Regions from separate parts of the Anser cygnoides genome. Here region 1 is linked to region 2. The links are chromatin contacts, called in public Hi-C maps. All regions are on one chromosome and are shown on one strand. The core of a region is the stretch at or near the end of the contact, and the rest is flanking DNA. Distances in the headings are between cores, read along the strand shown.

Evidence for each region. A called contact is a pair of places that touch in the nucleus more often than the background predicts.
Region 1: a Hi-C map of liver shows a contact between it and region 2, with 1.7 times the contacts expected there. The contact joins two enhancer-like sites. A contact is called at or near these places in 2 of 7 Hi-C or Micro-C datasets (both in liver).

What each region holds. Positions count from the first base shown.
Region 1 is chr5:33,647,446-33,651,296 of Taihu_goose_T2T_genome, forward strand. No RefSeq gene overlaps it. Among named protein-coding and RNA genes, the nearest start is that of VPS18, 50 kb to the right of the region's middle. Within about 2 kb of position 2,461, at least 2 of the 3 cell types and tissues checked have open chromatin away from gene starts, as enhancers often do. A contact at or near this core is called in liver, where this site is marked.
Region 2 is chr5:33,553,565-33,557,697 of Taihu_goose_T2T_genome, forward strand. It overlaps LOC106040922 (a long non-coding RNA gene), which reads left to right. Exons shown (of 3, transcript XR_001210138.3): 3 at 1-4,133. Among named protein-coding and RNA genes, the nearest start is that of DLL4, 15 kb to the right of the region's middle. Within about 2 kb of position 2,272, at least 1 of the 3 cell types and tissues checked has open chromatin away from gene starts, as enhancers often do. A contact at or near this core is called in liver, where this site is marked.

The DNA.
Region 1 (3,851 bases), core at 1,211-3,710, 94 kb after region 2:
TCCACGTTATATGTTCCTTGCTTACCCCGACGCTTTCTTCTGTGGGCATCTCCATCACTGTCCTGGCCAAGTGCAAGGTTATTGCCACATACCATACGGACCTCCAGTGTCCTTCTACAGAAGGACATGTTCATGGAGAAGGAGGCTCCTTAAATCTGTCTCCTTTGCCAATCCCTGCTAACTTCCCAGTCAGTAAGCTCAAAGGCCAGTTGCACAGGCTACCCCAGAACATCCCCTACATAAGTCCCTAAAATTCATATTTCCAGGAAAGTCTCCCATAACATCTGATTAAAACTTGTCATGGGGGCTGCTGGGGACATGGGGAGCTGGGAAGGCTCACTGGAAAGCATGTCCACACTCCGGCTGATGTGCTTTCTTCTGGGAACTCTGTTCCCTCCCCTGTCAGGCAATGCCACCTCTGTCCCTTGCTTTGCACACCATGAGGTCACCATCCCAGCCTGCGTGATGACATGACGATTAGCCTGTTATCTCCTCTCTGATCACAACAATGTACATTTCTGCAATTTCTTCTTGTCACACGGGGAGCCAGTGACCTCACTGCCCCAGCATTTATCACTTTTATGGCCATGCAGCATTGGGAAGAAATCAGCCAGGTGGAAGGCAGGGGGCTGGATCGAGGAAAGTCCACCTAGCAAGTGCAAAGCTCGCTCTTTGGTCCTTCCTTTGCCTGTGTCACCTCCCATGCCCCACAGCCATTAACGGCACCCTCACACTCTCCATGCAGTTCCTGGGGGGCCAAAGCCACCTGATGACAGGGGGCTCCTGCTTGGTGGCAACAGTGGCAGGGGTGGCAGCGGGTGCTCTTGGGGTGGCACCTGCCCTGCAGTGCAGGTGTGTGGCACGTCCCCTGCCCGTGCTGCCCCAACCCAGCCCTGCCGCTGTGGCTGGGACCCCCGCTGCTTTTCCGTCCCGCTTGCCCAGATTTCCTTCGCGGGGAAAACAGGATACGAGCAGGGGGGGCAGGGAGCGGAGTGTGCCTCCGGCTCATCCTGACACGGAGGGGACAAACACAAACATGCCCGTCCACACGGGCGGCGGGAAGCACCGTCGGGTACACACATTTTCCTCTGCTCAGCCTGGGGAGAAGCACGGGAGACCATCAATGCAGCACCTCTGCTGTGGCTTGAACAGTGCAAGAATCCCCTTTCCTTGTCTCTTTCTGCTCCCCAGTTTTGAATAATTGGCTCCCTGTTTTGAGTGGTTGACATTTTGAAGGGCACCAGCCATAGGCTTGCCAGGCACCTTGGTGGTGCATCATTATGGTGCTCAGCTCCAGAGCTGGGGTCCAGATGGAGTCAGGCGTGTTCCCACATCTAAAGAGACCGAGCAAGTTGGCTCAAGGGAGGCAGGGACCGGCCAGTTCTCATGTTAGGTGAGATGTCGAGTTCATGCCATGCCTGAGTCTGTTGATGAAGCCCAGGGGAAAAAAAGAGCCCAAGCTTCATGTGGTTGAGTGTGCAAAGATCAGAGGAGCAGGAGAGCAGTTTGTGGTTTTTTTTGCCATTACAGGCAGCAGGTCTGGCTCTGAATGCGTGTGGGGATCAGATCAGGCAAGGCCTATTTACACAAAGCACTTTTCTGAGGATGACTGCACTTTAACACCATTACTGTAAAAAAGGAAGGAAAAAAAAACAGCCTGAACATTTGAAGGAAAAGCTCTTGTTTCCTGTAAGGAGGCTCAGGCAGCGAAGGCTGCACCTCTGCCGTCTGTGTCTCCCTGAGGTACTTTAGCCTCAGGTACAGCTCTTGGTGGGAAAAGGCCGGACCCGTGCCAACCTCTGAAAGGCAGCACAGGCGTTTTCTGGTGACCGCCGGGCTGGTGACCTTTGTGCTCATGTCATGAAAGCAGCTGATGTCACACTCAGGTTCCTAACAAGCTCTCCCATTCCCTACGCTGTGCGTTTGTGAACTTTGTTTCTGCTTGCAGCACCTGAACCCCGACGCTCCTGGCCAGGCTCCCGCTCAGCCCGTACCGGCGGCGTGCCAAGCTGCGACTTGGCAAGGGAGAGACACCGAGCCTGCTTGCTGTTCGCTTAAAGTGCCCAGTGGAAGTTCTCCAAACCACACTGGCTTGGAAGTAAGCTGGAAATATCACAGATTTTTTGCAAGACTTCTGATACTTCCTATTCCAGGTCAGGCTGGAAGTGTTAAAGCAGCTCCCCTTGTGATAACTCTGCTCCTGTGCCTTTGTCTCGAAGAGGCAGCAGGACACTGAGTGATGTGGGTAAGCTGAAGCAAGCCAAGAGATAAGAAAGCAAAAACGTGTTTGGTTTAGTTGCAGAAAGCAAGGTTTAGGCATGAAAACACACCCAATACCAGGGCTTTTGTTTTTACAGCCTCGTCCTAAAGCTCTGTTTTGCCTGCAATGCAAAGCGGCCACAAAAGCAGTGCCAATGTTTTGCATCCTCTTGTCCTCACCTGAGTCATGCAAAGCAGTCAGGGCTTGAAAGTGAGCCTCTCCTGGCCGCTCCTTATGGCTGATGCTTGCTGCACGTAGCATGCAGGCTGGGGAGGGCTGGCGGCCAGCCCAACCCACCTCAAGCAAGGTGGCCCATTTGCCGTCAGAGCCCCTGTCTTCCTCCTGCAACAGAGTGGTGATCCTGCAAGCTCCTCCTTACCAGCCGGTCCTGGGCTCTCACTCTCCGGGTTGTAGCAGGATGGTGTTTTGGGGATGCATCTTGCAAGGACAGCCATTTGGGCTGCCTTGGTGCAGGGCTGCAGGTGACAACCTTCTCTCTGTGGACAAGTCACTCACTCCCACCGTTTCTCAGTTGCCCTGCTGACAAAGATGACCATTTGTCATTTGCAACCTTTCACCCCCTGTCCCCAGCCAGGAGACCTTCCCTGAGGGGACAGCAGAAGGCAAATGTAGTTTGAAGTGGAGGGGCTGTACCAGCACCGTTCTGGGCTCAGCGGAGTTACTGCAAGGCTGGGTGGGAGAAAAAACGGGTTAGGGAGGAAGAATATCCCCAGGGTCTGCTCCTCGCACCTTTGGTGTCTCTGCTCCATGAGACAGTGGTGGGGAAGGAAGTATTGCCTCCCTTCCTCTGCTTTTCAGGAGACACAGAGCAGGGACAAGCCCAGAGCCCCATCCCTGGTTGGTGTAGGGGCAGGACATGGCTCTCTGCAGTCCTGAGGCCTGGTCTCTGTCACCCCGAGATGACTTCAGCAAAACAGGCCACTGAGAGGTGCTTTCAGCTCATGATCTAAGGTGCATCCTTTATTCTCCCTGTCATAATGGGGCAGGATTCAAGAACTTCTCTCCTCAAATACATCTTACCTTCAGTTTATAACTGTGGGGCAGCTGGTGAGTCCCTCTGCACTCGCAAAGACCCGGTCCGTAATTTGCTCCTGGAAGGAGCACGGAGAGCTGAGCTGGCCCTAGGCTCAAGTCATCTGCAAGACTGCCCATGTCGGGGGACCATGGCAGCAGAAAAAGACAAGAAATCTGCTTTGAAATAGCCTTTGTAAAGCTCACCTCTAATTGATACTTGGGGCTTCACACTGCTGAAGCACAACACTTCCAGGAGGACAACCCAAAATCTGTCCTTTGTTATTTCTAGGAAAATTCTGGGAGAAGCTGAGAAAAAGGGGCTTTTTTCCTTGGATCGCCTCAAGAAGCACCGGTGGATATCTGACAACATGGGGATAGGAAATGTTGCAGCGTAGGCAGCCAGCTTCTCCTGCTGCTGCTGTGAAACGAAACACAAACACTTTGATCCTATAAGCGAAGAGTTGATCCTTGCTTGTAGTATGCTAGTTATGAGCAATTCGGATAGATACTGCACAGAGATTGGGTTACGGCTGATAAAACATGCTGGGAGGGCATC
Region 2 (4,133 bases), core at 1,022-3,521:
TCTGATGTAAGGACTCCTTAACCATGTTAACTGTCTCAATGTAAAAGGAGCTTTTTGTAATTAGAAGTACAAGGGAATTTCTACCTCTTTCTGGGATGTAAGTGAACTCCATCTCCAGAAACTGTCCTGCAGTGTAATTGCATATAAATGCAGTGTAATTGCATATAATGTTTTGGAGAGCTTCAAAACCTCCTCTTAAGCAACTTATGACAAAAATTAAATACCATTACATTACATACAGTGAAAATCACTGTTTGTCTTCATGAAGGGAGCAGGTCTGGAGGAAGAAAAGAGCTGCTGTGATATGAGGAGATGTGGGAGTAGGAGAAGCTATTGATGGAGAGCTAGCACCAGGACCTGGCGTCTGAATTGAAAGAGGTGTTTTAAAGCAGAGCCATTTCTTTCGCAGTTATCACGCTTTTATTCTTTTTTTTTCCCTCCAAATACATTTTGTTCAGATTCTCTTGTGTTTCTTTGCTGACAGTTTTCCAGAGAACAAATGAGCACAAACAAAAACGCTTTGGCAATGCTGTGGTGTTTTCTGCCAAGCAGAAAATGTAAGGCAAATATTAAATGGTGTTCATAGAAAATTAATTTCAAAAGCATGATGATTCATTTTTTGTACCAATAGTTTTGACCTTAGCAACCCTACTCACAAAACATTGTGGGAGCCACGTGTACAGGTACAGGGATCGTCAGAGCTCCTGCATGACGCCAGGAATGGTCAGGTCCTGTTCTGGCTGGTGAGGGCCTCTCCAGCTATAAACCTAACTCTCAACAGATCTGTTTGGATGTTAAATATGAGTTGGTTTAATTTAATTTATAAAAACAAGCATGGTGCCTCTGTGACCTTCTAGACAGTTAGTTAAAAATGTAATCAACAAAACCGTTGTAAAGCCAGCAATAGCTCAACAAATAAGTCATAAAGCGCAGTTAAAAGATGCCATCACCAACAGCCTCTCCTCAAACTGCGTGTTTTCCTCATTTATCTGTGTATTTGCAAAACATGGCTGTGAACAAGGTGCTATTTTGCAACTTGGGACTGTCCTGGGAATGATGTGGGCCTTGTGCAGAGCAGCCTGCAGAGCAGGTTGGCTGCAGGGATAGAGAAAGTCTGAGCACTGTCCCCATTTCAGTCAGAAGGAGGAAAGACATGATGCCCATGGAAGAAATTTAGAAGGATTTAACCCTTCTGTGGTGGTTCTGCACTACCCTGCTACATGTGTGAGAGGCAAGTCCATCACTAAATTTGTATTCCACAGTGTATGGAAGAGAGAAAGTCAGCCTGGGATCACCTGTGTTACTCAGGTCACATAGCATCTAGGGGTATGTGATCTCCAGATGTGGACCACTCTACTTGCCTTAGCTCTCAGGTCTCCCCTCTTGTACACACGTGTTAGTCACAAGCCCTCAGTGACCCAGGTGGAGAGGAGGACAATGGTCTGGGAGAAGAACTAATTTTCCATCCAACTCCACGCTCTGTACTTTTAAACTTTACTGTGACTTCTTCTTGCCCAGGGGTGCACTCCAGCAGCTTGGAGAGCTGCACAAAGTGTGTCACAACACAGTCCCTTGGGGACCAGCATGGTGGAAAGCACAGAAGACCTGGAGATGTCTCCCAAGAGCTGAACAGCAAATCAGAGAGGGCCGAGCTGTCCATGGAGAAGAAAGCACCTCTAGGTGCTGGTTATGCTTTGCCATCAGGATTTTAAAGGGAAGGAGAAAAAGTACATGCTGGTCCCTAGAACCAAATGTTGTGCATGGAACAATTGATCTAACACCTGAAATTATTGCTCTATGCACAATCATTTACATGTGAATCAGAAAAATTTTTGTCCCAACCCTGCAGCATGGTAGACCACAGTGCTACAGAAATATGCCACAAAGCTGCACAGGATGAGGAGCGTAAACAGCAGCAGTGATACCACCAACAGAGGGAGGAGACAGAGGGAGGGTGGTTCCACGGTGCTGAGTCACAGTGTTGCCCAGACAAGGTCTGGGTGCAGAGTAGGCAGGATTACAGGAGGCGAGAGAGTGAGTGGGGACAAATCTCACTGCTTTGGGTGTCACTGGCTAGCAGAGTATCAGGTCACTGACTGCAAGCTCTGGGAGCTGAGCTGGCAAAATTTAAAGCAGAGGGAGCGTGGGGGTTGGGGAGAAGGGGGGGGGGAATCTTGGTGTTGACTCTCCAGAGAGGCCATAAAATGGAAGTTATGAAAACAGTGAAGTGTGGCAGAGGGCCATTGGGTTATGTCAATTCTCCACAACTGGAATTTGGATTGTGAGCAAAATGTGCTGGGCGTGTCTTATCAATTGCATAAAATCAGTATGTATTCATGGATCAGGCATGTGAGATAAGGCAGAAACAGATACATAACTTTCACTTCAGCTGCTACAGTACAGGCTTGTTGGTGGCTTGCTATGCCTTCCTCATTTTGCCGTGAGTGAATGAAAAAAGACAGAGGAGCGATGCAAGTATTTGAAATGTGTTTTTACAGAGGTGGTTTCATCCGTTGGATTGAATGTTTGCAGTTGCACTGTAGCTAATTCAGACTCTCAGCAGCTCTCCCAAGGCTGAGAGCTGTTGCTGGACAAGCACTGTGCATGACAAAACACATTTTGCATTTTATCCTATTTTAGGCAGGTCCTGTAGCAAGCACAGTTTCTACAAGCATCCCTTTTCTACACTCACTAACTAAACTCAGTGCCCTGTGCTGCGTTTGAATCAGCGTGGTGCTGCTGCGTGTTGTCTCGGCACCAGTGGGTGCTATAGTTACGGGTATATCCCGGCGTCCGTTTCCCCTAATAAGCAAACTGTTTAAAGAGGTAAAGGATGAAGGGCTGGAGCTGAACATGCAACAACTCAAGTAAAGTGCTGCTTGGAGCAGCACCCCTGTCACTCAGTCCAGTGAGTAGCTGTGGAATAGTTTGTATTGAGTACTAATGTGAGCAAACACCAGTTTCTCGTAGTCGGGAGTCCATTCTTGTAACTGGTGCTTTTTCACATATTTTTTTTTAATGAATTTGTGTGGTCTTTATAACTGAAAGCCAGGTTTCGGTGCAGCTTGCCATAGCTGGGGCAGATGGTGCTAAGAGAAGTAAGAGTCCACAGCTGGGTCTGAGAACTCCGATCAGCTTGTTCAGTGGCATTATTTGTCGGTGCATTTACAGTCCTGGCATCGTCCGTGGTCCTCGAGGGGAATGTCTGAAATTCAGGTGAGCCCGTTCAGCCCAGAAGGATCGCAGAGCTCCTCCTAGTGAGTTTATGTGCTGTGAGATGCGCTCAGCTCGGGGCAGGCTGGTGAGCAGGCAGCGCACGGCAGTCCCGGGCAAGGAAACTTCTGGCTGAAGGTGTGGGTTAAACCCAGGTCATAATATGTGTTCAGCTAATTTGCTTGTAATTTCTTTGGCAAGGACCTGGGGATGTGCACACGTGCGTAGATACACATATGCTTTCCATCTCCTCCTGTGTGGAAGCAGGCACAGCTCCTGTTTTTCCTGTGTAGGATCTGTGATCTATTCTGGTAGCTGCATAGTGCAGTGCTGCCTCCAGTAAATATTCACAGATTTCCTTGTAAGCTGATGCGTTATTTTTTTTCCTCTCTCCTGTGTGGATACACAAAGGCATGTGTTGTACCTGCTTTACCCTGTGGGATCTACATAATCAGGTCCACGGGTTTTAATGGATTTCAACTCCCTCCAGTGTATATAGATGCGGTTTCCTGTCTTGTTTTGAGCAGGAAGAGCTGAGTCTTTTTTGGTCTTAGCATTCCTGCTTGCCTGGGCTTTGGGAAGAGTTCTCTGGCTATTTTCCTGTTTGATTTTTGTGTGTGTTTTGTTTTAAGCAGGACAGAGTGCATGTGTGTATGTAATCCATGTGCTCAATTAGGAGAGGCATCTGTTGGGTTTATTTCACATTGCCGAGGAAGGACTGCAAGCAGGGAGCATCTGCTCGGCTTTTTGTCAATGGCTTGTTTTTCATAATTTGCTCTACAGGGTGAATGTTTGGGGAGGGGGAGGTGGCGCTTTATTTCTGAGTTTCATCTTAAGTTTATTTTTATGGTAGCCAAGGAAATTGATTGGCATTTGAAAGTTAATTTTGCTAAGAAAAGAACTGAAGAGGGAGAAACAAA